Linked DNA regions of Sus scrofa: all the other regions are linked to region 1. A link is a contact called in public HiChIP or PLAC-seq data. All regions are on one chromosome and are shown on one strand. Each heading gives the region's core, a stretch centred on a gene start, on an enhancer-like site or on the middle of the called end of the contact. The rest is flanking DNA. Distances are from core to core; before and after follow the strand shown.

Evidence for each region. HiChIP or PLAC-seq counts read pairs in DNA pulled down with a chosen protein or histone mark.
Region 2: a contact with region 1 is called in an H3K27ac HiChIP or PLAC-seq map of alveolar macrophages. The contact joins two enhancer-like sites. A contact is called at or near these places in 2 of 47 Hi-C or Micro-C datasets (alveolar macrophages and embryonic fibroblasts) and 1 of 2 datasets of contacts at active chromatin or transcription factors (alveolar macrophages).
Region 3: an H3K27ac HiChIP or PLAC-seq map of alveolar macrophages shows a contact between it and region 1. The contact joins two enhancer-like sites. A contact is called at or near these places in 1 of 47 Hi-C or Micro-C datasets (embryonic fibroblasts) and 2 of 2 datasets of contacts at active chromatin or transcription factors (alveolar macrophages and skeletal muscle).
Region 4: an H3K27ac HiChIP or PLAC-seq map of alveolar macrophages shows a contact between it and region 1. The contact joins two enhancer-like sites. A contact is called at or near these places in 1 of 47 Hi-C or Micro-C datasets (epiblast stem cells) and 1 of 2 datasets of contacts at active chromatin or transcription factors (alveolar macrophages).

The regions. Positions count from the first base shown.
Region 1 is chr9:67,032,472-67,040,013 of Sscrofa11.1, forward strand. It overlaps SRGAP2 (SLIT-ROBO Rho GTPase-activating protein 2), which reads left to right. Exons shown (of 23, transcript XR_002335789.1): 6 at 3,585-3,800; 7 at 4,679-4,807. Among named protein-coding and RNA genes, the nearest start is that of IKBKE, 87 kb to the right of the region's middle. Within about 2 kb of position 3,185, at least 8 of the 83 cell types and tissues checked have an H3K27ac peak or open chromatin away from gene starts, as enhancers often do. A contact at or near this core is called in alveolar macrophages, where this site is marked.
Region 2 is chr9:66,813,500-66,820,423 of Sscrofa11.1, forward strand. No RefSeq gene overlaps it. Among named protein-coding and RNA genes, the nearest start is that of SRGAP2, 21 kb to the right of the region's middle. Within about 2 kb of position 2,237, at least 3 of the 83 cell types and tissues checked have an H3K27ac peak or open chromatin away from gene starts, as enhancers often do. A contact at or near this core is called in alveolar macrophages, where this site is marked.
Region 3 is chr9:66,880,343-66,887,680 of Sscrofa11.1, forward strand. All of the region lies in intron 2 of SRGAP2 (SLIT-ROBO Rho GTPase-activating protein 2), which reads left to right. Among named protein-coding and RNA genes, the nearest start is that of FAM72A, 44 kb to the left of the region's middle. Within about 2 kb of position 3,074, at least 7 of the 83 cell types and tissues checked have an H3K27ac peak or open chromatin away from gene starts, as enhancers often do. A contact at or near this core is called in alveolar macrophages, where this site is marked.
Region 4 is chr9:67,217,329-67,224,487 of Sscrofa11.1, forward strand. The region is part of intron 2 of RASSF5 (ras association domain-containing protein 5); the gene reads left to right. Among named protein-coding and RNA genes, the nearest start is that of EIF2D, 40 kb to the right of the region's middle. Within about 2 kb of position 3,198, at least 19 of the 83 cell types and tissues checked have an H3K27ac peak or open chromatin away from gene starts, as enhancers often do. A contact at or near this core is called in alveolar macrophages, where this site is marked.

The DNA of each region.
Region 1 (7,542 bases), core at 1,935-4,434:
CTTTAAAATGAAAAGCTGCTTGGAAATTTCTGTGTCAACTGCGTGTGTTTTACCGGAGAGTGATATGACTGGACTGTGTCCTTGGGGAGGCCTGATGTCAGTATTTATAGGTGTTTGATATCAGGTGAGCAGATTCCCCAGATAAAGCTCTTCTGATCTCCTCCTGCCTATGTCTGGGGGCCAAGTTGGGAAGGGACCTGGCCATCTCAGTATTCAGTACAGAATTGTCAGTTGATCTGCCTGTTTTAAGTTCAGTACCCTTATCCTTATCCTCAGCTAAGCCTAGCGTCCCCAGTCTACAGACCCTCCCCCCAAAAAATAAACCTCTTGTCTTGGGGAGGGGATGGGATCTAGGTGTCTAACTGTTCTTAGGTGCTCAGCATTTTCTTTTGTTTTTAGCTCTGCCTTCATCCCACTGCCACTGATACCTCTGAGGGCTTCTGTGATTTAGGTCTAGTTGCTTCTTGAGTCTCCCTACTTTTGGTTTAGGATTCAATAGGTCAGTTACTACTTGCCTTTCCCCTTTTCATCTTCTGCTTTCGTTCTTTCAATTGTTTCTCAGCTTATACCTAAAAAATAATCATTAAAACACTTCTACTATTTCAATATGGCTTGTGAAGGGAACCGAGCTAAAGGCATGAATTCAATATTTAGTTTTTCAAAGTAGAGTGAATTTCCATTGTAGAATTGAGAATTTAGACTTCTGAGTTTTTCCCCCTAGTTTGTATTTGCCTCAGTATATGTTTCTCCAATGCCTGTGTTGATTCTCTATTTATCCAATTGTTTTGACATCAATTATTTGAGCTTCGGCCTCAGAATACCTCAGTTTTCCCCTTGAGTTGGAGGATACTAGATATACTTATCCTGTATTTGCACAGAGGAGAGATTTAGTGCCATTAAATCATTTGGCAACCACATTGATTGTACGACTACCACTGTATACGTGACATATTTCTTAACTCTGGAGAAGAAAGGAGAACCCAAAAGAAGAAGTGTCTTCCTTTAAATATAAATGTATTTCCTTTAAATATAAATTCCTGAGGCATTTATAGCTTCTTAGACGAGATAGTGTTTCATTCTTCTAAAGAGAGTTCTTTAAATTCATTACGGGAAAGGAGCAATATAAATTGGTGATTTTTAATGCCTTCATTTGTTGTCTTGTGGACACTATCTATGCCTTTGAGCCCTTTTTTTGTCTCTCATGTTCATTCATAGCATGTCCTCCTTATTGATTATGCATCTTCATGAAATAGAAAATCACTTTCTTAAAATCAATTCATGTTTATAGTTGTTCACTCAAACTGTCGAATCCCTTGGTCACATTCACATGAAAGGAGAAAAAGGAGCCTCCTGCCTACCCTTCTTCAGCGAGGATAATAGGTGCCTCTTTCTTGCTTCTTCGCCAACCTGGAAACCTGGAAGACAGTTTGAATTACTTAGGAAGGTTTGTAACGGTGTCAGTTGTTAAAGATTGCTTCTCTTGTATAGAGAACATACAGAGGAGATCTTATACTTATGGGAAACGATGTCAGGTTCAGAATAAGGTGAAGCTGATTTAAAACATTCTGCCTCTAAAATGAGAGGTTATTTAAACTCTCAAGTACATTGATTCTGTCCGTGTCTCAGTCTTCTCCTTTCTGCATCTCCAGCGAATGGATGAGCATACCCACAGAATCCCTCTAACCGAGGATTTCCCAGCCTCAGCACCATGGACATTTGTGGCCAGATGATGTGACAATTAAAAATGTCTCCAGACATGGGTCCCCTGGGGGCCAAATTAGCCTCCTTTTGACACTGTGGCTTTAACTCAATCCGCAAATGAAACCAGATTCCCTTTTTAAGCCTCTCTTGACTAAATTTAGCCTTTCCTCCCAAGGAATCCAGCCTTGGTCCTATGCAGAGGAGAGACACTGGTGCCTAGTGGCTAAGAATGTGGACTTCCTGGTCTAACGAACTTGAGTTTGAGTCCTAATTTTGATTCATTTCCTAGCTGTGTGACCTTGGGTGTGTTAGGTAATCTCTTTGAGCCTCAGTTTCCTCATCTTTAAAAGCAGAAATAACGGTCCTTCCTAGACTTGTTGTGACGATTACATGAGGTGACGTACAAAAGACTCCTGACACACAGTGCATACTAAGTGGTAGAGATTTTTATTAATATTGTATTAGCATAATAATTCCCTGGCTCTCCTCAGCTGTTCAGTGCTCCCCCACAGCCCGCCCCCACAACTTCGACATTCTCTAGTTCTGCCTCTCATGGCCTCAAAATATCAGCACTCTTTTTTTTTGCTTTTTAGGGCCACACCCCTGGCATATGGAAGTTCCCAGGCGAGGGGTCGAAACTGAGCTGCAGCTGCTGACTTCCGCCACAGCCACAGCAGCACGGGATCCAAGCCATGTCTGCACCCTACACCACAGCTCACAGCAACTCCAGATCCCTGACCCACTTGAGTGAGGCCAGGGAACGAACCCATGTTCTCACGGATATTAATGGGGTTCATTACCACTGAGCCACAACGGGAACTCCAGCATGTCTGCACTCTTGAACTTCAGCTTTCTTGGTTTGTTATCAAGCATTTTCAATTTCCACATAGAAGTAGAGGGACCCCCCCCACCCGCCTCCCCGTGGAAACGGAGAGTGCCAGCGGGAAGGATCAGGCACCTGGGGGCTGGAAATAGTGTGTTTGGGAGGAAGCGAACACAAGTTCCAGGCTTCCCAACCCCCTTATTCAGAAAAGGGACGAGACTCCCAGACGGTTGCTTTGATGGAAAATTGAAAAACTGTATCCTCTTCTTTGATACTACTTCCTTCCTCTGGCAACTCCAGTTCTACCTGATGTGGGCTTGATTCCTTCTCAGGCTCTTTCCTGAACTTTTCTGCAGGTTTCCAGTCTTCGTAGGGTTGTTGTCTAAATCACAGGATTGCCACAAGGATGAAATGAGGATGTGCTTGTGGGGCGCTTGCCACACGGCAGGAATATACTAAGTGCTCAGTAAATGGTAGTAGCTGTTGCTGTTCTTGCTGCTGCTGTTCCAGCTGCTGTGAAGAGCGTAGTTGATCTGATAAAAACAGACCAGACAGATCCCCAGGATGCTGGGCGGGTTTTAGAGCAGTTCCTCTTCCCCATTTTATATCTCAAAGTCCCCAAAGTCTAGGCTGCTCTGTGGGCTGTGCTGCCCTCTTCAGGGTCCTAGCCAGCCCAGGAAGGCTTTGCTCTCAGGCTCTGCGTGGTAGTGTTGCCCATCTTGTGTTGTAAGATGACTAACTGGTGGAAGCTACTTGGCTAATATGTAAGAGAAATGCTTACCAATGTTCAGATATAGAAGTACATGATACGTGCTGGAAGACATGGAATCATTTGAATAGCGACGTGTGGGCTCAGTTCCAATACTGCTTTCCTGTGTTTTGGAATGGTCTTTAGTAATAGACGGTGTGCTGAACCAAACACGCATTTTGAATTTTGCCCTGAAGGGGGTGGGGATGTCGCTTCAAGGAGGGGAGGTCCAGCTGTGTCTGGTGGTCTGTAAAGCAGAGAATTGACCCCCTTGGCTTGACCTGTGGGGTGGGGGCGGGGGGTGTCTTGCAGGTCATGAAGACATATCACATGTACAATGCCGACAGCATCAGTGCTCAAAGCAAGCTAAAGGAAGCGGAGAAGCAGGAGGAGAAGCAAATCGGAAAATCCGTAAAGCAGGAGGACCGGCAGACCCCACGCTCCCCTGACTCCACCTCCAACGTCCGCATTGAGGAGAAGCACGTCCGGAGGAGCTCGGTGAAAAAGATCGAGAAGATGAAGGAAAAGGTGTGTGTGCTCTGGCAATCGTAGGGGCTGGGGAGGAACCCTCTGGAAGTCGGAACTGATAGGAACTTCCCAGCAGGCACTGTGGAGAGCAGAACAGGGAGGTGTGTGTTCCTTTAGGGCCCAATGACTTTTGTTCTCGGCTCTGGACGAAGTCCTAGGTATTGGAAGAACTTGGCCTCCAAGTTTTTCACCTCTAGCAGCGAAGCAAGAAGAGTAAGTCGCAGAGTTCCCTTCGTGGCACAGTGGTTAACGAATCTGACTAGGAACCATGAGGTTGCGGGTTCGATTCCTGGCCTCGCTCAGTGGATTGAGGATCCGGCATTGCCGTGAGCTGAGGTGTAGGTTGCAGATGCAGCTCGGATCCCGAGTTGCTGTGGCTCTGGCGTAGGCTGGCGGCTACAGCTCCGATTCGACCCCTAGCCTGGGAACCTCCATATGCCATGGAAGCGGCCCTAGAAAAGGCAAAAAGACAAAAAAAAAAAAAAGAAAGAAAAAAAAGAAAGAGTAGTTGCCCTTCCCAAGCCCAGGAAGGAAACTGTAGACCTAGAGTTTGGCTTCAGACCTCGGGTGTTCAGAGGGACATGTAGCAACACCTCCTTCAGGCCGGTGGTGCAAGGATGGAGGATGGAATCTGCAGACAGACCCAAAGTGGGACACGCATCGAAAGTAGGGAGCCTCATTAACCTTGCCTGGATTGATCTACATTGCGCCCTTGAATCTCATTAAACAGAATTAGAACCCAATTTAAGGCAGACGCGCATGGGGAGTCGCAGCACAATTGTGGTTCTCGAATGTACTGTACGTTCATCTTTGAGAGAACAATCTCCCCTTTGGAAAAAAAAAGAAAAAGTAAAATTGAACTTGTGTTCTCTTTTCAGCGCCAAGCCAAGTACACGGAGAATAAGCTGAAGGCCATTAAAGCCCGGAATGAGTACTTACTGGCTTTAGAAGCAACCAATGCATCTGTCTTCAAGTACTACATCCACGACCTGTCTGACCTTATTGATGTAAGTGCTTAAAGCAAGGGGCGCAGGGGTGCCTCTTTCCTGGTTTGAGAGATCTGGGCAGGAGGCCCCCAGTTCTGTTGCTCAGGCATCTTGGAGCCTTTTAAGAACAGTCATGGAGATGGAGGCCATGGTGCCTCCGGCGCCTGCCAGGTACCAGGTAACAGGTGAAGCACTTCGGACTTGTTTTCATTCCGTCCTCACCAGAATCCTGGGAGGGAGGCATTATGACCTCCGTTGTTACCGATTCAAATTCAGAGAGTTGAGATGACTTATCCAGAGTCAGCTAACCAGTGAGAGAGGTGAAATTTGTCCCTGGCTCTGATTGGTAAACACACCCAGGCTTATGACCTCGGTGCAGTTCCATCCCCCAGGAAATATTTCCCGTGATCAGCTACCTGCACACAGAAGTGAGTGACAGGAGCCAAAGGGGTAGAATGTCCTACCCTATGTTTATATAAAGTGTTATAAAGCACTTACTGTTTCTCCATGTTATCTTGTTGGAGTGTCATGTCACCCTTGTGGATCAGAATTACTGTCTCCAGTTTGTAGATAAGGAATCTAGGTGGGGGGTCTAGAGAGTTCTTGCTTCAAGTTAAACTGCAAATTAGGGTCTTGGTCAGGAAGATATCCAGATGCCCCTGACATCTGGAGAGAAGCAAGATGCTAAGCACATGTATTTTGCATGGGGGCAGGCGCGAGGGATAAGGGTTTGTCTTTGGTCTGATGGGTCAGCCTTGGCCTTATTTCTTCTGCTGCTTCTCCCCACACCTTGTAGTTCAGTCTTGCAATCGTGCTCACCTGCAAACCCCAGTCTGGCCCAGTTCTGAGCCAGCCCTGACTGCAGCTGCATAAGCGGGTCCTTCCTCACCTCTCCCTCCTGTCATCCAAGTCACGGGCTTGGGGCCGGCCGATTTGGCATCAGCCTCCCAGTCTCCAGGGCATCAGGCAGATCCTGGCCAGCCTGAAGCCTGATCTTTGCCTCCTGCTGTCGGCAAGCAGCAGCAGGGTTTTGCAAGGCTCAGGCCAGACCTCTTACACTTGCCCCTCTCCCTTGGTTTCTCCATGAGCGAACCTGCCACACGTCACAATATCACGTGTGGTTCTGGTCTAAGATTGACCATTGCATAACCAGCTGGGTGCTCTGGGGCTTGTCATTGAACTGGTTTGGAACCATTTACCTCCCCCCACACACCCCCCGCCCCCGGGCGCTACATCACTGATACTTAAATCTGGCCTCCCATCAGAGCTGCTGGGGGAAAGTTTCTAAAATACAGATTGCTGTCTCCCTTCAGCCAGGGCTTTTGGATTCAGAGGTTTCAGCCTCGTCATGCCCTGGTGTCATCATCTCACTGAATAAGTGGGAGCCCTGATCCCTGTTCAGGCACCGCTTTGTTCTCTCTGCTTCTTGATGCCAATCTGAACACTGTCCTTCAACGGAGGTCAGAGCCCTAGACGGGATCCTTTCTCCTGCTCAGGGGAACAGCTCCTCACTGTCGGGAGAGAATCCTGTTCTCAAAATGAGGAAGAGAATCACTTCTTTCTTATGCTCAATTTCGGCAATTTCTCTCACATGCATTAAAAAAAAATCAGGCTAGGCATCCACCCCACCTCTGCTACTGGTTTGTCCTTGTCTCTTTCATTTGCCCTCAGGGCAGTTTTCCCTCCCCTTTGACCAAAACCCTGACCTCGAGGGAAGTGAGGGGCCACTGCTACATCAGTCATAGACCCTCCATCCACAGATCCTCTGTCAGACGTGCATAGGTGTCTTAAAACAGTCCAAGAAGCAGGTGATTTATTCTCATCATTAAAAGAAAAAAAAAAAAAGTATGTTGAGAGCCTGTCTTCATAGGATGCTGGGTGAGGTGCTGTGAAAAAGAGGTCTGCACTCCGCCCGAGCATGGGTCAAGGTCACTGTGAGCAAGTCCAAGCTGGTAGCGTTCCAGGCCACATGGATAGAAGAGTTGCTCTGGTTTTAGTTTGTTTGTTTGTTTGTTTGTTTGTTTTTCCTGGGGTGAGATTAATTACTCTTTAAAAAAAAAATGTTTGTAACATGATTCTGCTCTACAAATGATAAGTATTTATTTGGGATGCGGCTGTGTGTTCAGTCTGTTGGATACAAAAGGAGAAAAGACAGCTCTTTCTCTAGAGACATTCGTAGACATCCAGACAGATAATTTCTGGGTAACTGGCTAACTGCAGCACCAGTGCCTAGAACGCTGGCCTTAGAACAGTGGTTTTCAAACCGTAGGTCATGATCCATTAGCGGAGTCATAAAATCACAGTTATGGGTTTGACTTAATTTTTTAAAGCAATAAACTAGACTAGGATAAAATAGGAAAGAAAATAACTAGACTAGGATAAAATAGGTGTGTATGTGTGTATGACAGCGTATTTCTTACTGTGAGTTGGAGATCAAAAAAAGTTTGAAAGCCACTGCACTAAGAACAGGTCTTTTTAGTCCTATAAGCTCCGTGAGGGCAGGAGCCAAGTCTGCTGTTTAGCTAAATACATGCATATACAGCGCATAAGCACACTTAATACATAACTTAATACATAGCTGAGCACATAGCATATTCATCAAAGGAAGAAAGGAATAGAAGGAAGAAGAAGAAGAAAAATATGATATCCTAAGCCCAGATTGTTTTTCTTTTTTATACCTTGCAATAATGTTTTTTTGGGGGGGGTTGTTTTTTAGGGGTTTTTTAATATTTTTATGGAAAAGGTCACATTTTATT
Region 2 (6,924 bases), core at 987-3,486, 220 kb before region 1:
CAATCTGCCTTTGTTCCTATTGAGTGAGCTCTTTCATTTATTTCCATTAAAGCCAAATGTGTAGGTGTGAGTCAGCAGCACCAAATGCATCCCTTTTCTCTCTTCCTAATATAGAAATAGCATTATGTGATCAGGAGACACATATCAGCCCAGAAAAGCATATTCCATTCATAATGATTTCCTCTGATGGTCAAACTCAATCAAACCTCGATAGGGTCATTAATTAACTAATAGCTTACCTATTTTGTGTGTGTGTGTGTGTGTGTGTGTGTGTCTTTTTGCCTTTTCTAGGGCCGCTCCTGCAGCATATGGAGGTTCCCAGGCTAGGGGTCGAATCGGAGCTGTAACTGCCGGTCTACACCACAGCCATGCGGGATCCGAGCCGCGTCTGCAACCTACACCACAGTTCATGGCAACAACGGATCCTCAACCCACTGATCAAGGCCAGGGATTGAACCCACAACCTCATGGTTCCTAGTCGGATTCATTAACTACTGAGCCACAACGGGAACTCCTAGCTTACCTATTTCGTTAACTTCCAGGAGGCTCCTTTGAGCAATAATTCATTAAATAGTCATAGGACTTTTCAAGAAGTCTCATCTTCAATTATAAAAACAGAGGAAAACATTAGAAAGTACAGCAAAGCTAAGAATTTCAGGGACAAAGGGATTCACAGCCAATTCTTACCCCGAATCCGTACATGGAGATAAAGGTTAGTAGTCCTTGTGGATTTAAGCCAATGCAGTGTATAAAATAAATTCAACAGTCTATACTTATTTGCTAGCCGATTGTGCCCCCGTTGGTCATCAGCCTTAGCATCAGTCAAACACTTATTCTTTATTCCTTACCAATCATTGATATTTAATTGCCGTTATGGGTTGGATTGCATCTTCCCAAATATTTATTTATTTATTTATTTAACCCCCAGTACCTCAGAATGTGAACTGATTTGGAGAAAGGGTCTTCACAGAGGTAATCAAATTAAAAAGAGACCATCAGGGTAGGCCCTCATCCAGTACAACTGGTGTCCTTATAAAAAGGGGAAATTTGGGAGTTCCCGTCGTGGCACAGTGGTTAACGAATCCGACTAGGAACCATGAGGTTGCGAGTTCGGTCCCTGCCCTTGCTCAGTGGGTTAAGGATCCGGCGTTGCCGTGAGCTGTGGTGTAGGTCGCAGACGCGGCTCGGATTCCGAGTTGCTGTGGCTCTGGTGTAGGCCGGCGGCTACAGCTCTGATTAGACCCCCTAGCCTGGGAACCTCCATATGCCGCGGGAGCGGCCCAAGAAATGGCAAAAAGACAAAAAAGGGGGGGGGGGGAATTTGGAGACAGACAGAGAGAAAGGAAGAACACCCGTGAAGATGGAAGACAGCTATACAGAGGCCTGAAACTGATCCTCCTCTTTTTTTTCTTTTTTTCATTTTAAAAAACATCAGTGAAGCAGAGTTGATTTACAATGTTGTGATAATTTCTGCTGTACAGCAGAGTGATTCAGTTATGCATATACACACATCCAATCTTTTTCAGATTCTTTTCCCATATAGGCTCTCACAGAATATTGACTAGACATCCCTGTGCAAGCTGATCTTTCTCTCACAGCCCTCAGAAAGAACCAACCCTCCCAACATCCTGATTTTGGGCTTCTAGCCTCCCAAACTGTGAGATAATAAGCATATGTTGTTTAAGCCACCCAGATGTGGTGCTTTGTTAGAGCAGACCTAGCAAACTAATACCATTGCCTCTGACAAATGAATAAGAATCTCTCCGCACAAATGAAATTAATCCATAGGCTGCTAGACTTGGAAAGGATCTCAGAAGACCAATTGCTCAACCCCCCTGTTTTGAAATAAGATGTCTAAGGTCGCTCAGCCAGTTGGTGACTCAGTCACCCTTTTAGCTCAGCCTTCCGTCCTTTCTTCTCATAGTCTGCTGGATAGTTCAGAGATGGTGGCAAAATCAGTCTATGGTGATGCTTAGATCCAAAACTTTGTCGGAAAGAATTTCCTTGGGACCACATGCAAGCATAGGCCCTTTCTAAGTATTTGCTGCTGGAAGCACCTGTTAATAGGAGAATTAATTGCCAGCAGGCTGCCAGCCAGAAGATTGATACCCAGTGGAACAGTGAGACAGGTATGGCTGGGCTGATAGGATCCATCATCTCTCCAGACAGGCCCTTGTTTGGGGTAAAGGTCTGCCTGGGGGATGGAGGGCTGCCCCCATCCGCTGAGGATGATTCACCAGCGTGACTTCATCATCTGTGGGTCAGAAGCTAGGGTCATGGGAGTTCCCATTATGGCTTAGCAGGTTATGAACCCCACTAGTATCCATGAGGATCCAGGTTCGATTCCTGGCCTCAATCGGTGGGTTAAAGATCTGGCGTTGCTGTGAGCTGCTGTTGTGTAGGTTGCAGGTGCAGCTTGGATTTGCTGTTGCCGTGGCTGTGTTGCAGGCCAACAGCTGCAGCTCCAATTTGACCCCTAGCCTGGGAACTTCCATATGCTGCAGGTGTGGCCCTACAAAGCAGAAAAGAAAAAAAAAGAAGCAGTTCAGGTTCATGTGCCTGGGGTGGGGGCTGGGGAAACAGAGCCTGAGTAATGCTTCATAGTGGGTGTGGAGACTTGTTCTAATAGTAAGCACGCTATTGATTAAAGTACCTGACATAAGTAATTGCTGGAGCTCCCAAACCAGCCATCACCTAGGATTATAGAGATCCAATCTAATATGAGACAGAAAGCCCAGTTTCAACTCTACAGCAGAAGCCTTTGAAAAGAGTCCAGGAGTAATTGGCATTTAATCAATGCAATCATTCTCCCAGCACATGGCTTCTGCAGCTTTAGGCCTCCTTGCAACCACTGAACTGCAAAAGGGTGAATATGTCCATTTCATTTCACCACCAACATTTGATTCACAGTCCTAGACAAGGGCTAAATGGAAATACATTCACATTTTTATATTTGAGAAACACAAGTTCACTGTCAGTAAGAATTCAGTCTCAAATTAACGACGGTATAAACAGCGATGGGTATTTTCCCTTTACAGAGGCCTGATCAGCATTAATTTTTTGACAGACAGGAGAGAAAAAGCTGCGGCAGGCTGCTAAGCATTTGCTTTTCATTTACTCTTCTCCAAACCTTCCATGAAACATGGGGAAGGGTATGACGGCTCTTCTTTCCCTGAGATCTGGAAGAACATATACCCCTTGTAACTAGGGGACAAATAAATATTGATTTTGCCTTTGGTTTTTCTTCATAAAGTGTTATCATCAGGCATCAAATTGGATATTTAAAGGAGAATATACTTCTCTTGGAACAGCGATGCTATACCCTCCCTCCTTTTCCTGGTGGGGTTCATAGTGTTCACTCATCCTATAGACAGCAACCAGAAAAGAGAGAAGGCCCAACTTTCAGCATCTCACAAGTCTTTCATGTACGGTCTGTAAGAGGAAGTGGGGAGGGAAAAAGAAGTATTCTTGAACTCAAAGACCCATAAATGGGTACTTAGATTTGTTTGTTTGTTTACGGCCGCACCCGAAGCACATAGAAGTTCCCAGACAAAGGGTTGAATCAGAGCTGCATCTGTGACCTATACCACAGCTCACAGCAACACCAGATCCTTAACCCAATGAGGGAGGCCAGGAATCAAACCCGAGTCCTCCTGGATGCTAGTCAGGTTCATTACCGTTGAGCCACAATGGGAACTCTGGAGTTAGATCTATTCTTTTTTTGGGGGGGGGGTCTTTTTATGGCAGCACCCTTATGGAGGTTCCCAGGCTGGGGGTTGAATTGGAGGTGTAGCTGCCAGCCTGTTATCTGCAACTGAACTCTCACTGATACAGAAAGCAACCAGAGACCAAATAGCAGACTGCTGCAGTAGGCCCTGGAGTAGAGGAAGATGTGGGGTGTATTTGAAAGAGCTCCAGCTCTCTGATGGATTGGAAGGGAGTAGGAGAGAAAGTGCAGAAGATGTGAAGGATGGAATCAAGAATGACTCCAAGGGGAATTCCCGTCATGGCTCAGCGGTTAACGAATCTGACTCGCATCCATGAGGACGCAGGTTCTATCCCTGGCCTTGCTCGGTGGGTTATGGATCCGGCGTTGCCGTGAGCTCTGGTGTGGGTCGCAGAGGCAGCTTGGATCTGGCATTGCTGTAACTGTGGTGTAGGCCAGCAGCTGTAGCTCCACATCACCCCCTAGCCTGGGACCCTCCATATGCCACAGGTGTGGCCCTAAAAAAAAAAAAAAAAAGATGAATTTGGGAGCTCCCTAGTGGCCTAGCCATTAGGGATTTGGCATTGTCACTGCTGTGACTCAGATCTCAGATTTGATCCCTGGCCTGGGAATTTCCGCATGCCATGGGCGCAAAAAAAAAAAAAAAAAAAAGATGAATTTGGGAGGGTGGAATGAAATTTGGGAAGGGTAGAATCTTCAGTCTTTCCTGCTTCCCATGTCTTTGGCTACCATCTCTCTTTGAGGGCTTGTTCTTCAGAATGCTGACAGCTTGATTTCTCTGGGTAACATCATGCAGAGGAAATTAGCTCAGTATGTCTTCGACCGAATTCCATCTGTAGCTCAATGGTTGAACGTATTTATGAACAAGGCTATAGAGCAATTTTGATAAGACAAGGCAATGTTCCAGTCTCTGAGAATATTTTTCCCCAAAAAACATTTTTTTTTTTTAAAACAATGCCACCGAACAGCCTGGAAATCCACCCACACATGAGCAATCTCCTGCAATATCCAGAAAGCTTTTCAGGTGTCACAGCCATAATAGCAGGTGGTTCCTTTGGGCAGAAAAATTATGGCAAGGATATAGAGACACGAAAGCAAACTGTTTTGATATTCTGGGTACAGCTTTTCCCAAGTGAATCATTCCCATATGCCTACTCTTACCATGGGCCTCTTTCCAGAGGAAGAGGCTTGTGTGAATGGAGGCATAGAGATGCATTCTGGTGGGCCAATTTCGATGGTACTCATATTTGGCAGATCCAATTAATCTTTAGATATTTGTCAACCCCCTCTTCTGCAAGTCTCAAAAGGCAAACATTGACCATGGATGTGATACCTGTTGTTGCTCTTTCATAAGAAATCCTTAATCTTGTAATGAAGCTTCAGGAATGCTCACTTGAGGCAAGACTGCTTCTGAAATTCCACATAAATAGATTTTAAATACATTAGCATGGCTGAGACTAGAGCAGTTTGCAAAAGGTGATCGTTTACTTCACTTTTCTATGATGACATAGTTGGAGACATAGAAAGAGTATAAAGAACAGGCATTTACTCTTTAGTGAACTTTTGTTGCTGGTAAGATAAAAATTTGGACTAGTACAAGACTGTTTCCATATAGAAATGCCGCAAAGCTGAGTTTTGCATAGTTTTTTTTTTTTTTCTCTCTAGTGTATCAGCTTAACATCCTTATCATTTACAGGCGCACCAAGGTTTCCTTACTGGAAAGGGAGATGCTGTTGTTACCACCTTAATTTAACACAAAAATCAACCAGGGATATATGTATACAGGAAGAGAGCGGATGGAAAACATACCTTTGTTTGGAGGGAAGATAAGTACATTGAAAAACAAAAAAGGAAACATAGTCATTAAGCTCATTAATTCAGGCTTTTCCGCATCTCAGAGTGGTGTCATTTACTAGCTGTGTGATGCTGGGCAAGTTATTGTTATTATTATTATTTTGCCATTTTAGGGCCACACCCGTGGCATATGGAGGTTCCCAGACTAGGGGTCGAATCGGAGCTGCACCCCCGGCCTATGCCACAGTCACAGCAACGCAGGAGCCCCAACCTGCTGAGTGAGGCCAGGGATCAAACTGGCAACCCCATGGATCCTAGTCAGGTTCATTAGCTGCTGAGCCACGAAGGGAACTCCTGGGCAAGTTCTTTAGCCTCTCTACACCGCAGTTTCCTCAACTCCATGGTGAGGGTAGTTATAGGACCCACCTCTTAGGGTTGTTACATGTAAAGCCCTTAGAACAGGGCCTGGCTACAGAAAACCCTCCATAAATATTAGTTAGCTTTCTTCTTCCTCTTCAACAAAATGTTAGTTCCCAGTTTGCCTGATTTAGTTCTGCATCTTCAGTTTCTGTTTTGCTTATAGTAAGCATTCAATAAATATTTGTGGAATGGATTAATTAATGAGAGTAGCTAGATTTTGAGGCTGTGAATGAGAATTTGTCCTAAGTTTTATAGCTAGTGAGGGAAAACCAGACTTTGGGTTTAAGGTAGGTGAAGGAGGTAGGAAAGAACCCTGAACTAAGATGAGAAGATAAGTTTAAATTCTTCTAACTCTCTGGGTGTTGAGGCTAAGGTTTTCTTTCTTGATTTGAAAAATGTAACTCCCAAGGGTATTCTGAGCATTAAAATGAATTCGAGAACTCACAAGAAACTTTAAAGGTGTATCAATCATCAATATATGCTGTTTATCGATATTATTTATTTATATTCCTCTAAAGTCATATGACTATCATATTATGAAAGCCAGATAAACTAACCCTCCATCTTTAAGTTATCCCATTCTCTAGGGCCTACTCTGTAAATAGCAAATTTTAGATGAGTAATTTCAGCCCTAGCCCTGATATTATTAATTTTTATCTCAGTAAATTCATCCATTGAATGACAATAAAATGATTCTATGAGAGTCTTGGAAGAAAGAATCTTTAGCTCAAGATTTAAGTACTAAAAATATTCAACCCCAGAGGTACCACAGACATAGACTAATTTTTTCCATCTGTGCAGTTTAGGGTAGATTTGGCATACATTCAATACCAGGCAAGAAAGAAACTATGGTTTAGGCTGCTTTTAAAGTTTTTTTAAAAAGGCAGAAAAAGAAGCTATTTCCTTTTATAAGCATGAATGTTAGAATAGGGAAAGCCTTCATCTAGTAATTCACCTCTGAAGCAAAATTATTTGATCCATAT
Region 3 (7,338 bases), core at 1,824-4,323, 150 kb before region 1:
GGTGCTCCAGCCAGTCTCTCTCCTTTAGAAGTGAAATGTATAGATGAAAGGTGATGTGTTGGGAAGGATCTGTGCTGCCCTTTTCCAGGGCTTTGGTTATTTGAAGAGAGGGAAAGACTTCTTGAGCCTACATCAAAATATTCAACTTTGAAAGATGAATGTTTTTGAGGCTTGTTTGCTACCTACTGTTTCTTTTAGAAATGATTGCGCTATAGGTTTAAAAGGTGACCCAAGTGACTTTTTTAAATCTGGGAGGAGTTTTATAGACATCATGTGTGTGCGTGTGCGTGTGCATGTGTTACCTCCTTCAACTCTGACCACCTGACAGTCAGCCTAATGTCTTCCCTCATCTCAGTCCTTTAATTCAATATTTAATTACCTGGAGTTCCCGTCGTGGCACAGCAGAAACGAATCTGACTAGGAACCATGAGGTTGCAGGTTCAATCCCTGGCCTCACTCAATGGGTGGAGGATCCGGTGTTGCTGTGAGCTGTGGTGCAGGTCACAGACATGGCTCGGATCTGGTGTTGTGGCTGTGGTGTAACCCCCTAGCCTGGGAACTTCCATATGCCGCAGGTGCAGCCCTAGAAACCAGAAAACAAAAAACAAAAAACCTATTTTTGGTGCCCATATGAATTAGATTTCTTTTTTCTTTTTCTTTCTTTTTTCTTTTTTTTTTTTTTTTTTGTCTTTTTGTCTTTTGTTGTTGTTGTTGTTGCTATTTCTTGGGCTGCTCCCGCGGCATATGGAGGTTCCCAGGCTAGGGGTCGAATCGGAGCTGTAGCCACCAGCCTACGCCAGAGCCACAGCAACGCGGGATCCAAGCCGCGTCTGCAACCTACACCACAGCTCACGGCAACGCCGGATCGTTAACCCACTGAGCAAGGGCAGGGACTGAACCCGCAACCTCATGGTTCTTAGTCGGATTCGTTAACCACTGCGCCATGACGGGAACTCCTCTTTTTTCTTTTTCTGAACTCATACAAGGCATTCCAGCCCCCAGAGGGAATAACACCCCCCCCCCGACCCTAGTGAATACTCTTTTCCAAAAGTCAAATGGAAAATGGTTTGGGTTCATCCCATTTGCTTTAGTTCATAAAACACCTTCACTTCCTTTACTGCTGATGGTGTTGAACTTGCTCTGTAAGGAAAATCAATTGGAATCAAAGGATGTTAAATTGAGAGAGAAAAAGATGCCACCACACTCCCAGCTAGAGGCAGGCTTTTTAATCTGTAATTTCAGGCTTGTTTGATTATAAAGTGTAGTGCCCCTTCTCCTTTCCCCCCACCCCCTGCTTTTCTTTCTAGTTCTATAATTAAGACCTTGCTCTTTCTAGTGTTATAATTAGTAGTCTGGTCTAAGATATAAGAACCTAAGGAGTTCCCATGTGGCTCAGCAGGTTAGGCACTGCTGTGACTTGGGTCAGTCACTGCTGTGGTGTGGGTCACTGCTGTGGCACAGACTTGATCCCCAGGAACTTCTGCATGCTGTGGGTGTGGCCAAAAACAGATAAGAACATTAAAGTTGGTAATAGGAACACTGCTTACTTGCCTCAGTTTAGAGAGATGCCCCAAGCCTCTGAGTCATTCAGTCACTCAACAAACATCACTGAGCACTGACTGTGTGTGAGAACTGTGCTGGAGGCCAGGGGTTCAAAGACAAAAAGAACACTCTTCCTGCCCCTGAGTATGTGTCATCAGATCACGAGGCCCACATACAAACGACCATCCAAGCTCAGTGTGGGAAATGTTGTAATTGAGCTACATGCAGACTGTGTATTTTTCTATAGAGTAGCAGTTTTCACCCTGTGTTCTTCCTTCTTTTTTTTTTTTTTTTTTTTTTTGCTTTTTATGGGCCCACCCTCAGCATATGGAGGTTCCCAGGCCAGTGGTGGAATTGGAGCTACATCTGCCAGCCTACGCCACAGCCCTAGCAACAAAGGATCTGAACCGCCTCTGTGACCTACATGACAGCTCATGGCAACGCCAGAACCCTAACCCACTGAGCGAGGCCAGGGATCGAACCTGCAACCTCATGGTTCCTACTCGGATTTGTTTCCCCTTCACCACAAGGGCAACTGCTCACCCTGTGTTCTATTTGCCTGTTACTCGTGAGTTCTTGAGGACCAAGAATGGTGTTGGATGTGGATATGGATACAGATAGGGAAGGAATGGAGAGAAAAGATATTTGTTACCAATGCCAAGCCTATCTTACAAGGGGTCCCATAATGAGCCTATAACTTACAGCTTTTAACTTTCCTGAAAAATGTTTTAGTTACTAAAGATTAATAGGAAGGAGTTCTCCTGTGGTGCAGCGGCTTAAGGATTGGATGTGATCACTGCAGCGGCTCGGGTTGCTGCTGCTGCTGTGGCACCGGTTCAATCCCTGGCCCAGGAACTTCCATATGCCATGGGCGCAGCCAAAAAAAAAAAAAAAAAAAAAAAAAAAAGTCTAATAGGAAATGGTCATGGGTGGAGCTATCTGGGAAATAATGGATTTTGCATTCTTGCTCATTGCAAAATGCCTGATTAGCTTTTTTAGGATTCTGTTAGTTTAAGTCATATGAAATCCTCATTTTGTAGGTACTTTCATATGGTTCAACTTAATAAAACGAGACCAATTTTATGGCCTTCTGGTCTTCTGTAGGTTTAGGACATCCACAGAGGTGAGTCTGGGCAGATCGAGGGAATCCTAAGCTTGTTGCCACTAGGGTTCCCCTCTCTGAGTGTGAGTCTCTCTTTGGGGCTTCAGAGAGGAAGCCGGTGCCTCAACCATTCCTGTGACACTCGGTTCTGGAGCGGAGTTCCTCCGGGCAGTGCCTTCTTGAAGACTGGACAGGGAATAAAACTGCTGCTCTGTGCCCACTTAAAAATATTTTTGTTTACCTTGGAAGATATGCAAGAACAGGGTTTCATGCATATATAAGAGAAAACAGCAAGTGAAAAGGATGTGTACACATGGGCATGAATGGCTCGCTATTCTTAGCTGGGCTCTAACCTAGAGAAGAAGAGGAAACAAGATGCTTTTAAATGTGGACTCCGGCTGCCCCAGCCGAGAGCCAAGGGGCTTCGAGTCATAGAGAAACTCCTGGTAGCTGCTAGTGTCCTCCAGACCTTCCTCTTTTGGTAGAAAAGGTTACACTTGTGTGTCCCACGCTGAGATGGAGGAGGGGATGGCTTTTTCTTTGAAGGGACCTAGAGAGAAAGGAGAGAAAGACTTGGGAACCTGTCCTACTTCTCAGAGGGACGATCTGCATCTACGTGGTAGATGGACCAGCGCTTCCTGCTCTGAGTGGTTTAGTCTTTGAGAAAGAGGCTCAGGGGCTGCCTCGGCTGCCTGGATTAAACCTGCTGCAGGAACTGAGGTCTTCCTTGATTTGTTGTTCCGTCTCTCACGTTGGGGTCGAACCCGATTGGCCTTTGCAAATTAAAGACTGAGTAGAAATGCCTGACGCATGCTAAAGCCACAGTGCCTGCTGGCTACTTTCTGGTCACTCAGTGACTACCAGTTGATTTGAATATATCAGGGTCTGGAAACTGGACCAGTCACCCAGCTTCCCTGTCTGAAGGTGTGATTGGTAGGGAGGAATGCTTCCAGGCAGCATTTTCCTGGATTCGGGTTTGGATGGTATTAGCCAGGATCTGTGTGGTCACTGTCGCTCCCTCTGAATGATCATTATTATAAGCATACTTTGATTGGGCTCCAGCCCTTACCCAGTGCTTATAACCTAATATTGACAACAGCTACAAGTCAACCAAGAGCACGTCTTTATTTAGAACCTGGTATGAAATGCAAGGAGGATTTCTGCAAGGAGAGCCTGAAATTATGACATTACCTCCAAACCGACTCTCAGAAAGGGATCGGGCCTGGAGAGAAACCATTCCACTTCCTCATTTCCCTAAATGGAACAACAAAAAAAAAGTCTCATTTCCTTTCTTTCTTTTTTTGCTCAGAACACCAAGGCCATTTAGCCACCCCAAAGGTTATTATGGCCAGGTCACCCCTCTTGAAAGAAAGAAAATTTTCCCTCCTTTAGAGGGATGCACAGGAACCTCAGGGTCTGCTTTTATCTCTCTCCTGATCGGATTAAGATTCGTGTGAGATGAGTGTGAGGGAAAGCCCGGCTGGAGACTTTGACAACTGGTTCACAGCATGCTTCTGTTTGTGGTAACTCTGTGCATTGACTGCTGAGGTCCCCGAATTTTCCAGCTGTCACACTATGCCGCTGCCACAGGCTAGCCTTCGTAGATAAAACAAGTGCCAGTTAGCATGTCTCATGGGGGGAGGAGAGGAGAGAACAGAATTGTAAGCTTCTCCATGAAAGTGGTGACCCTGTCAGCGCCAGGCCTTGGAGACCTAGCTTGGAAGAGTGTGGAAGTTCCTGCCAAGGGTCCCTGTGGAGACCTCACCATCTCAGTGCTGAGTTTAAGGAGTCCCGCAGGCTTCAGGTAAAGTCATTTCCAGCAGATTGTGAGAATGTGCCCAGCTTGATTTGGACTGTGTCGCATTTACTTTTGCTGGCTTATCTCCACTACTGAATTTTTTTGCATGACTTCCCCCCCCACTTGCTATTGATGACCCTAGTGTCCATGAGGACGCGAGTTCGGTCCCTGGCCTCGCTCAGTAGGTTAAGGATCTGGCGTTGCCGCGAGCTGTGATGTAGGTCGCAGGTGCAGTTTGGATCTGGCATTGCTGTGGCTGTGGTGTAGGCTGGAAGCCACAGCTCCCATTCGACCCCTAGCCTGGGAACTTCTATATGCCGCGGATGGGGCCCTAAAAAGACCAAAAAAATAAAAAATAAATAAATAAATAAAAAATTCCAAGAAGGTAATTTTCTCTAAGAGCTGCAAAAGTGAGAGACTAGAGATTTGATCTTGCCCTTGATCTGACGAATTGTGATCAGTTCTGTGGAATGTGGGCTGAGTTGTCCCTTTACATGTGGTCCAGGAAATGTGAGGTCTGACACGAGATATGCACCAGGGAAGCTGGACAGGGAAATGACTTCACAAAATAAAATAAAACGTTGATGGGATCCCAGAAAACTTGCCTGTTGGGCTTCATGTTTCCAAGGTGCTGGATCTGTCTTCCGTGTGGTCCAGAATATGTGAAGCCAGCTGAAGCAAAGGGCTGTCTGGACGGGAGAAGTGATGAGATGAAGTATTATCAGGGGCTAAAGGTCTTCTGTTGTTTTCTGGGAAAGGTCCCTCCGATGTGGAATTCATGTGTTTTGTCTAGCTAATTGGAATTATGGTCTGGTGTCTGTCCCTGAAAGACACTGCTGACGGCCTTGGGTGGCCAAGGCTCTTTGCTCACCACCTTGATGACATCAGGAAGAAGGCATGAGACCTCATGTCTAAATATTAGTTTGGTTTTGGATTATAGGTCCCTTGAGTTCGGAAGTTAGCGGAGAGAAACCAAGAGAGAGTATGGTGTAACTAGAAACAAACAAAAGCCCGAACAACAAGCTTTAGTGTCAGAGAGACCGGAGTTCAGGTAGTGAGTGTGCCAGTCTTGTATTAGGTGTGTCGCTTGGAGCACATGGCTTAATCTCCTAGGACCTCCGTGTTCCCATTAGAAAACGTGAGCAGGGAGTTCCTGTCGTGGCTCAGTGGTTAACGAACCCGACTAGCATCCATGAGGACGCGGGTTCGATCCCTGGCCTCATTCAGTGGGTTAAGGATCTGACGTTGCCGTGAGCTGTGGTGTAGATTGAAGACACAGCTCGGATCTGGCGATGCTGTGGCTGTGATGTAGATCACAGACATGGCTCAGATCTGGTGTTGCCGTGGCTGTGGTATAGGCTGGCAGCAACAGCTCCGATTCTACCCCTAGCCTGGTAACTTCCATATGCGGAGGGTGCGGCCCTAGAAAAGCAAAAAAAGAAAAGAAAAGGAAAAGAAAAAGAAAAAAAGTGAGCAGAACAACTGCCTGCCTTGTGGGGAGGTCGTGAGTTTAGAGCGAGAGAAGGTGGAATGCCTAGGGAGGGCCCGGCGTGGGAACACACATCTGCTCCAGCCGTTTCTGTTACTCACAGGGGACTTCGGAATGTACGCCTCTGTCCCTCCATGCTTGCCATCTCTCCATTTGGAAGATGAACTTGACGGTTCCTGCTCAGGGGTTGACAGACAGCCAGGTGAAACGTCTGAGCTGGTGAGGATGGACCCTGCGTCCCAAACTGGGGTTTACAAGTTGCGCTGTGTGTGTACGTTGGAGAACTATATTAACAACATGCTCTGCTCGTTTCCCTGTCTCCATCTCCTGTTCAGAGCACAGGGCTTGCCGGCCTTGTGCTTTAAATAGTCCTTGGAGGGTGACTTGAACAGTAAATGAACACGATCCTTGTGAATCCATTTGCCTGGTGTTCAGGACTTCTATTCTTAGACCACAATCGCCGGAATAGAAAGCCTTTGACCCGACATCCCACCGGAGCCACGTGTGCCTGGTAATGGATTCCTTTGGGAAGCTGGGACAAAGGACCAGGTCTGCTTCTGTCATTGAGTAGGCCAGGTAGGGGGCAGTCCGTGAAAAGCCAGTCTCCTCCTAATTGTCTGGAGTTTATGAGTCTGGCTTACCTGGGACATCTCGCGTTATGATCCTCCTGAAAGTTCAGCCTGTTTACTCTGCTCCAGTCAAAGAAAGGGTTATAGGAGAATAAAAGCAGTGAAGATATTTATGGGTGAACCCTTTTCTGTTTCTTTTCTTTTCTTTTTTTTCCCTGGAACTGTGATTAAAGGATTAACAGCACTTGTTATTTATTGAGCAGAGCCCCAGGAGGGAGGAGGGTTTGGGTACTTATTTTGTTCCTTCTATGATCCCTGGCCTGTGCCTGCAACATTTCACATCTTTCCTCATTATTCTTAGCTTTGTAATACAGAGGTGGAAATTGAGGATCAGGACTAGCCCAGGAGTTCATGATCACGGCCCATCTGTTCTTTCATACCTTACACACCATCTCGCCAAATAGGTAACCATGGGGTCAGGTCAGGGAGATCTTGGTGATTTAAAAGCACCACCAAACGGTGTTTACATGTTTACTAGACACTTGAATGTAGTTATTATACATGTGGGATTGGGTTCACAGTAAGGTCTTGACCTTATCTGCAGAAGGACTGGCCCCAACCCTGGGTTTGGCATTTTAGGCAGTAGTTTGGTTGTCTAACTCTGGAGCCATGACACGGGGAGCCTCCGTAGTGTGGGAGTGTTTCTAAGAGCAGCCTGATCTCTTTAATTATCTTACGAAAGACATTGCCCTCTGTGTGTGGACTGTCCTTCTCCAGGAACCCTCTGGGGCTTCCAGAGACAAGATCTCAGCTTCAGAACATCCCTGTCCAAACAGGA
Region 4 (7,159 bases), core at 1,948-4,447, 180 kb after region 1:
AGGGAAGAAGGGAAGCAAAAGGGGTTTGCATCATCTACCCTTAAAGACAGAGTACAAGGAGTCTTCTCCGATTTCTAGTTATTGTCTCAGAAGCAGATAGGTGCCATGGACCAGGAATCCTAGAGAACCCTTACCCAATTTTGGAACTTTTAATTTCCCTAGATTTATTTTGGGGTTTTGTGTGTGTGTGTGCGTGTGTGTGTTTAGGGCCACATCCACGGCATATGGAGGTTCCCAGGCTAGGGGTCCAATCAGAGCTGAAGCTGCTGGCCTACACCACAGCCATGCCAGATCTGAGCCACGTCTGCAACCTACACCACGCTCACGGCAACGCTGGATCCTTAACCCATTGAGTGAGGCCGGGAATCAAACCTGCATCCTCATGGTTCCTAGTCAGATTCATTTCTGCTGAGCCAGAATGGGAACTCCACTTCTTTGTGTTTTATTCAATTCATTAAAATACTTCATGGTGCTCCTGTGTGCCAGGTGGTGTCCTGGGAACTGCATCAGTGAATAAGGCAGTCTCTGCCCTTGGGAAGTTTATGTTCTGTGACCAAGCTGCAAGGCTGTGTGCTGATCTTGAGAGGCAGCCAGAGCATCTGTGTCCAGGCCACAACCAGGCAGCGGGAGGGGTGCAGGGAGGGATTCTCAGGAAATTCTCCAGGCTAGAGTACGAGGATGCAGCTTTACGAGGACAGAAGAGCAAGCAGTGTCCCGCAGAAGACAGAAAAAGAGAGAGAGAGGAGGGAGTCCGTCTAGGACTGAGAGTGTCCCTGGGCCTGTGGTAACCAAACATGCTGGTTTGCCTGGGGCCTTCTCGATCTGGGCACCCAGAGTCCTGCATCCTGAGAAAACTCGGACTGCTGGTCGCCCTATTGGGACTCAAGAGCTGAAAGCACCACCGTCTTCTCCGTGGGACACAGTAGGCATGTGGTGCTAGGGGCCCACAAAAATGTTTTAATTTCTTGTACAATCAGGAGAAAAGAACTTTTCAGCTGAAGAAAGTATTCGATTTTATACCAATGCTATAAATCATAACATATAATTTCTAATAGTTTTTTTTTTTTAATGGAAGAAGGGGCCCATAGCCCCAAAGATCAAGGTACTTAGGATGCACAAGGGCTGGGAGGTGACCCAGGCTGAAAGGCCCACAGGGGTCAAGGTTAAGGCAAGAGGACTCCCACATGGGGTTGATCCCCTCTCAACCAAACTCGCTTTTGCTCTGCCAGACAAATAGCTACTGAGGCTGATGGTGGTGACCGTGGCAGTGCACTAGCCACCGTTTATTGAGTATTTATATGGTGCTGAGCACTTCCAGGTGCGTGATCTCATTCCATCGCTGCCATGAATGTATAAAGAAGTCCTTCATAGGAGTTCCTGTCGTAGCGCAGTGGTTAACGAATCCAACTAGGAACCATGAGGTTGCGGGTTCGATCCCTGGCCTTGCTCAGTGGGTTAAGGATCCGGCATTGCCGTGAGCTGTGCTGTAGGTTGCATACGCGGCTTGGATCCCATGTTGCCATGGCTGTGGTGTAGGCCAGTGGCTACAACTCTGCTTGGACCCCTAGCCTGGGAACCTCCATATGCTGCCCTATAAAGACAAAAAAAAGAAAAAAGAAGAAGTCCTTCATATCTGTATTTTGCAGGCAAAGAAAACCAAGTCTTAGTGAGAATGACTTGCTCGTATTGACAGAAGACCAAGGGTCTGGTGGGCAAAGGCCAACATGTGGCCAGCTGTGCGGGCAGCAAACCTACCTTCCTTGCTGAGCTATCACAGGGATTAAATGAGATTGTGACCTCGAAGCCCTGAGAGTGCCTAGCTGTAGAGGTTTCTATCACCTTGATGAAGCAGGGCGGGGCCTGAACCTGGCTGCGTAGCTCCAAGGCCACAGAAGTCTCCCAGCCTTCTGTGTGGGGCTCCTGCTACACCAGATGACCTGCTTCTGCCTGTAGACTGAGATGGCCATGGGAAAAATCAAGGGACACTGTACCCAGGCTCCAGAACATGCTGACAGCCCAGAGAGTCCACTAGCATGACACCCATACACATGGAGCTGGGCCGGGCAGCCTGGAAAGCCTCTGAGGCTCAGCCCCGGCTTACAACATCCTTGTTCCAGTGTCCACAGCAAATGTGTCTCTGTCTTCGCTCCTCACATAACCTGTGGGCTCCAAGGACAGGGACCACACCCCATCAATTTCATGTCCCAAGGTGCCTTTCCCAGTCCTCACCTCATAGTCAGTTCATTCAGTTACTGTTGGCTGACTCTCTGCATTGACCATCTGCTGTATATTTTTGTCTTTGGGGACGTCAGTCTCTTTCCAGTTTCTCAAATGTCCCCTCCCCTTTTGTCCCTGCTCCTCCCCTATCTCCCCCCAAAGCAGCTCAGATGCCACATAGCTCTGCTTGTCTGGATGGCTGCATGCTTCCATCTTTCCTCTGCTGGGAATAACCTAGCAAAGAATACAGGTTAGGAGTTTCTGATTCGTTTATTTCGGGACATTGGACAGCTCCATGGAGGACTGTCTGGGAATCAACACCTTCAGTGCCATGGGCACAGCTGGGTAAGCCATTCCAGAACACGGCCCCATCGGGACCAGGAGGCGTCCCTGGGATGAAGCCCCTTGGGGCTTCCTCTTTCCCATTTGGTTGAGACCATCACAGAGGGGCCAGTGAGCCTTGTGCTCTGGGCATCGAGCAGGGAGTTCTGAACCCAGCCCAGATGGACAGTGCCTGCCCCTTCCCTTCGGGGGCCCTTAGTTAGGACAGGCCCAACAGAAATGCAGGGGGCTTGGGGTCAGCCCAGCCACTGGGCAGCAGGATGGCACGGAAGGCACCTGCAGGTGGTCATTGTCTTGCAGCCGATGCCTGGGGCCTTCCTCCCTGACCGAGGCCTGGAGATGGTTTCCACCCAACGGGCAGGAGAATTGCTGCTGACAGATTTGCTAAGAGCTAAGAAAGAGGAAATGTGGCAAAGGCTCACGGTGACTGGCTTCCGGGGTCGTTTTTGTTTTGTTTTCTTAAACTGTTTGAGCTCAATAGATGTGGACCTACTCGAGCTTGGTGAACGTGAGGTCTGGCAGACGAGTTCAGAAAGCCAGCAGCAAGTAAAAAGAAAAGTCAAATTATAGAGAAACGTGCAAAATGGTCTTAGTGTGTTTTAGGCCAGTCATCACTGCTGCAGTTCAGCCCAGCCCAGCGCCCAGCTCTCCTCCGAGAGGCCCCCTCCCCACACCCAGTTCTCTGAAACAGAAGAGGAAGCAGGAGTTCCCATCGTGGCGCAGTGGTTAACAAATCCGACTAGGAACCATGAGGTTGTGGGTTCGATCCCTGGCCTCACTCAGTGGGTTAAGGATCCGGCATTGCTGTGAGCTGTGGTGTAGGTCGCAGGCGTGGCTTGGCTCTGGCATTGCTGTGGCTGTGGTGTAGGCCAGTGGCTATAGCTCCGATTAGACCCCTAGCCTGGGAACCTCCATATGCCACGGGTGTGGTCCTAAAAAGACAAAAGACAAAAAAAACAAACAAAAAAACAGAAGAGGAAGCAGTGAGGAAGGAAACTACCCTATCCTATCTTCTGTGTAAAACCATAGAGCTGCAGAGGGCCTTCGGCCTTCTCTGGTCTGGCTTCATGATTTCACAGATGAGGAAACTGAGGCCCTGAGATGGGAAGTGACTCACCAGAGGTCACAGGTCATTTGATGGTCTTGTGTTCATTCTCACCAAGAAACTGCAAAGAGCTTAGCCAGGGAGTTGGCTTCCAGCCAAAGCCTACAGCCCCACACAGCCAGCAGCTTCTCAGTGGCCGCCCCTTGGGGTACAGGTCAGTGTGAGGTGCCCTTGGACCTGACTGGTGCCCATGCCAGGCTCTGGGCTGAGAATCACCCAAGCTGGTCTGCCCTTTCCCTGCCACCCAATCAACAGTTTTTTTGTTTTTGTTTTTGTTTTGGTCTTTTTAGGGCTGTGCCCGCAGCATATGAAGGTTCCCAGGCTAGGGGTTGAATCGTATCGCCGCTGGCTTACACCACAGCCACAGCCATGCCAGATCTGAGCCTTGTCTGCAGTCGACACCACAGCTCACAGCAACGCCAGATCCTTAACCCACTGAGCAAGGCCAGGGATTGAACCCGCAACCTCATGGTTCCTAGTCAGATCTGTTCCCACTGCCCCAGGACGGGAACTCCTCAATCAGCAGGCATTTATCTGACACATCCTTGCAGGTCAACCCAGTACTCACACAGCCCCGCAGGGAGTGCAAAGGAAGCGCAATCATCAGATATCACGCATGACTCCCCTCCAGGGAGCGTCTTATTGGGGAGATGGAATTAACACATGTGAAACAATAATTAAAACAATAAAAGGCAGTGTATAATTAGATGCTAAATGTAGCTGTTCAGGCTGTGAAGACACCTCCATAGGCCCTTGAAAGCATGGAGGTAACTAATGTTAGTAGGAGCTGCAGAGGTCCATGGCCTGTGGGAGTTTGCAGGAATCTGAGGCTTTGGGGTCATGGGGCTTTCGTTTGGGAGTGAGTCCCTGGGCCAGTGAGTGAGTCTGGCTGCCCACCTGCATCCTTCCTTGGCCAGCTTGTTGTCTCCTCCTTGGGGAAGGGAGGAGAGAAAGCAGAACTCCAATGAAGCCATAAAGCCTTTGTCTATTTGTGAAAATTATCTATTAAGAGGTAGCAAAATGGTGCAGCGGAAAAGTATCCATTCAGTGAGAGTGAAGTTAGGAGTTCCTGTTGTGGCTCAACACTAGTGAACCCGACTACTATCCATGAGGGCGTGGGTTCAATCCCTGGCCTTGCTCAGTGGGTTCAGGATCTGGCATTGCCATGAGCTGTGGTATAGGTTGTAAATGTGGCTGGGATCCCACATTACTGTGGCTGCAGCATAGGCTGGCATCTGCAGCTCAGATTCGACCCCTAACCTGGGCACTTCCTTATGCTGCGGTGCGGCCCTTAAAAAACAAAAACGAAACAAAACAAATTTAGAAAAAAAAAGTGAGAGCGAAGTTACTAAAGGCCCATCCACGGGTGATGGGAGGAAATATATGGGAAATATCTGATTCTTGAGGCAAGCATGCTATCAGGAGAAAGGCAAGGATCAGTGCAAACCTGTACATACCTTTCTCCACTTGGGAACTAAAATTCAGGTGTCTAGGAGGTTAGGAGAGCAGAGAATGAGGGGATTGCTGTGGGCCAGAGAAATATCATCAGGAGATTACACAGGGAAGGTGGAGCGAGGGAGAGGGGGGCTCTATGTTCTAGGCAGAGAAACTGCACAAACAGCAGTGTAGAGCAGAGGTGAGCAAACTACTGTCCGTGGGCCAGTGTCCATAAATAAAGTTTTATTGAAACACAGCTATACTCATCCTACAGTCGCTCTCTGCCGCAATGACAGCTGTGAGTCGTTGCAATGGAGACTGCCTGGCCCTTTACAAAAAAAGTCTGCCAACCACTAGTGTAGAAAGAGGAATGGATAAACCCTGTGGCAAGAGGATATAAACCCTGTAGCAGAGGAAGTGATCCAGGAAAGTGAAAAATGAGATTAGGACTTTCTGTGCCTGGAGTGATGGTCACAGTACCTGCCTACTCTCTCATGCGTCCGTCCTATGAGGCAATAAAGGATTGTTATCCTATGAGGTAATAAAGGATTGTTATAGATGAGGAAACTGAGGCTTAAAGACATGATCTGACTCTCAAGTTCACTTGGTAATGGGGGTCACACCCCAAACACAGGCTTCTGTTCATCCTGCAGGTCTTGCCTGAACCTCTGCCAGGTGCCTGGCTGGACTGGGGCTCTGGGACTCCGTGGTGGACCAGACAGGTGCTCCTCTCCCAGAACTCAGTCCAAACTGGAAACCCAAGACTCACTGCACTGTAATTGCTTGCAGACAGGAAGATTGTTTTGCTCCCCCTGTAAGCAATGGGGGACCGTGGAAGGTTCCTGAGCACGCGTTTATTTTCTGCTTCATGCTCAGAGCCACCAGGCTTAGAGAAGAGAGGGAAATACAGTCTGAGTCATTAAGGAGCTTCAGTCTGGTTGGGAAGAAAAATCTGGGTGGTTGGTCTGCTTGGAGGATAGTATACATAGATGGATATTGAAGTGCAGAATAGTTGAGTGTTAGCTTTAGATATAGGTTAGCTTTAACCTCCTGGGGCTCCATTTCTTCATCTGTGAAATGGGCATAATTAGTACATTCCCCATAAACTTGTGGTCAGGATGCAATGAACTAATACATGCTAAGTGAGTAGAAGGGTGCCTGGCGCATAGTTAGCCAGTAAATAATAAATGGGTCATTGTCATCATTGTTCAGGGCTGGGGTGGTCAGAGAGGCCTTGCCAGATGAAGGATCTCAGACAGGGGGACAGGAGTAAGGTGAAAGCAGTGCAGGAAGAAGAGGCTGACTCGTTTAAGAACAGGGAGAGTGAAATTTCTGGCAAGAAAGAAAAAAAAAATGAGGTTTGTGTGATGTAGGTCCAAAGAAAACTGGGCATGAATGTATCTGATGGTTCCTGCACAATCTCCTCAGCCCACTCCTCACCCTGGGGGGTCCCCCTCATTGCTGGGGCTTTTTGGTGGGCTGCCCTGTGCTCAGGTGAGGAAGTTAAAACCACAGATCATGGCACAGCGGAAACGACTCTGACTAGGATCCGTGAGGGCACAGGTTTGATCCCTGGCCTCCCTCAGTGGGTTAAGGATCCAGTGTTGCCATGAGCCGTGGTGCAGGTCGCAGATGCGGCTCAGATCTGGCGTTGCTGTGGCTGTAGTGTAGGCCAGCAGCTACAGCTCGATTCAACTCTTAGCCTGGGAACCTCCATGTGCCGTGGGTGCCGCCCTAAAAAAACAAAACAAAAACAAAAACAAACCAAAAAACCCCATAGACTTCACTCAGAGTCTCTTTTTCTCAGCTCCTTGGGTCACTCTCCAGTGACCCAAATTAAGACTACGCATGTCCTTGATTTTTTTCTTTTTAATTTTTCCTCTTAGGGCCGCACCTGCAGCATATGGAAGGTTAGGGGTCAAATCGGAGCTTCAGTTGCTGGCCTACACCACAGCCACTGCAATGCCAGATCTGAGCTGCATCTGCAGTCTATACCACAGCTCACAGCACTGCTGGACCCTTAACCCACTGAGTAAAGCCAAGGATCAAACTGGCATC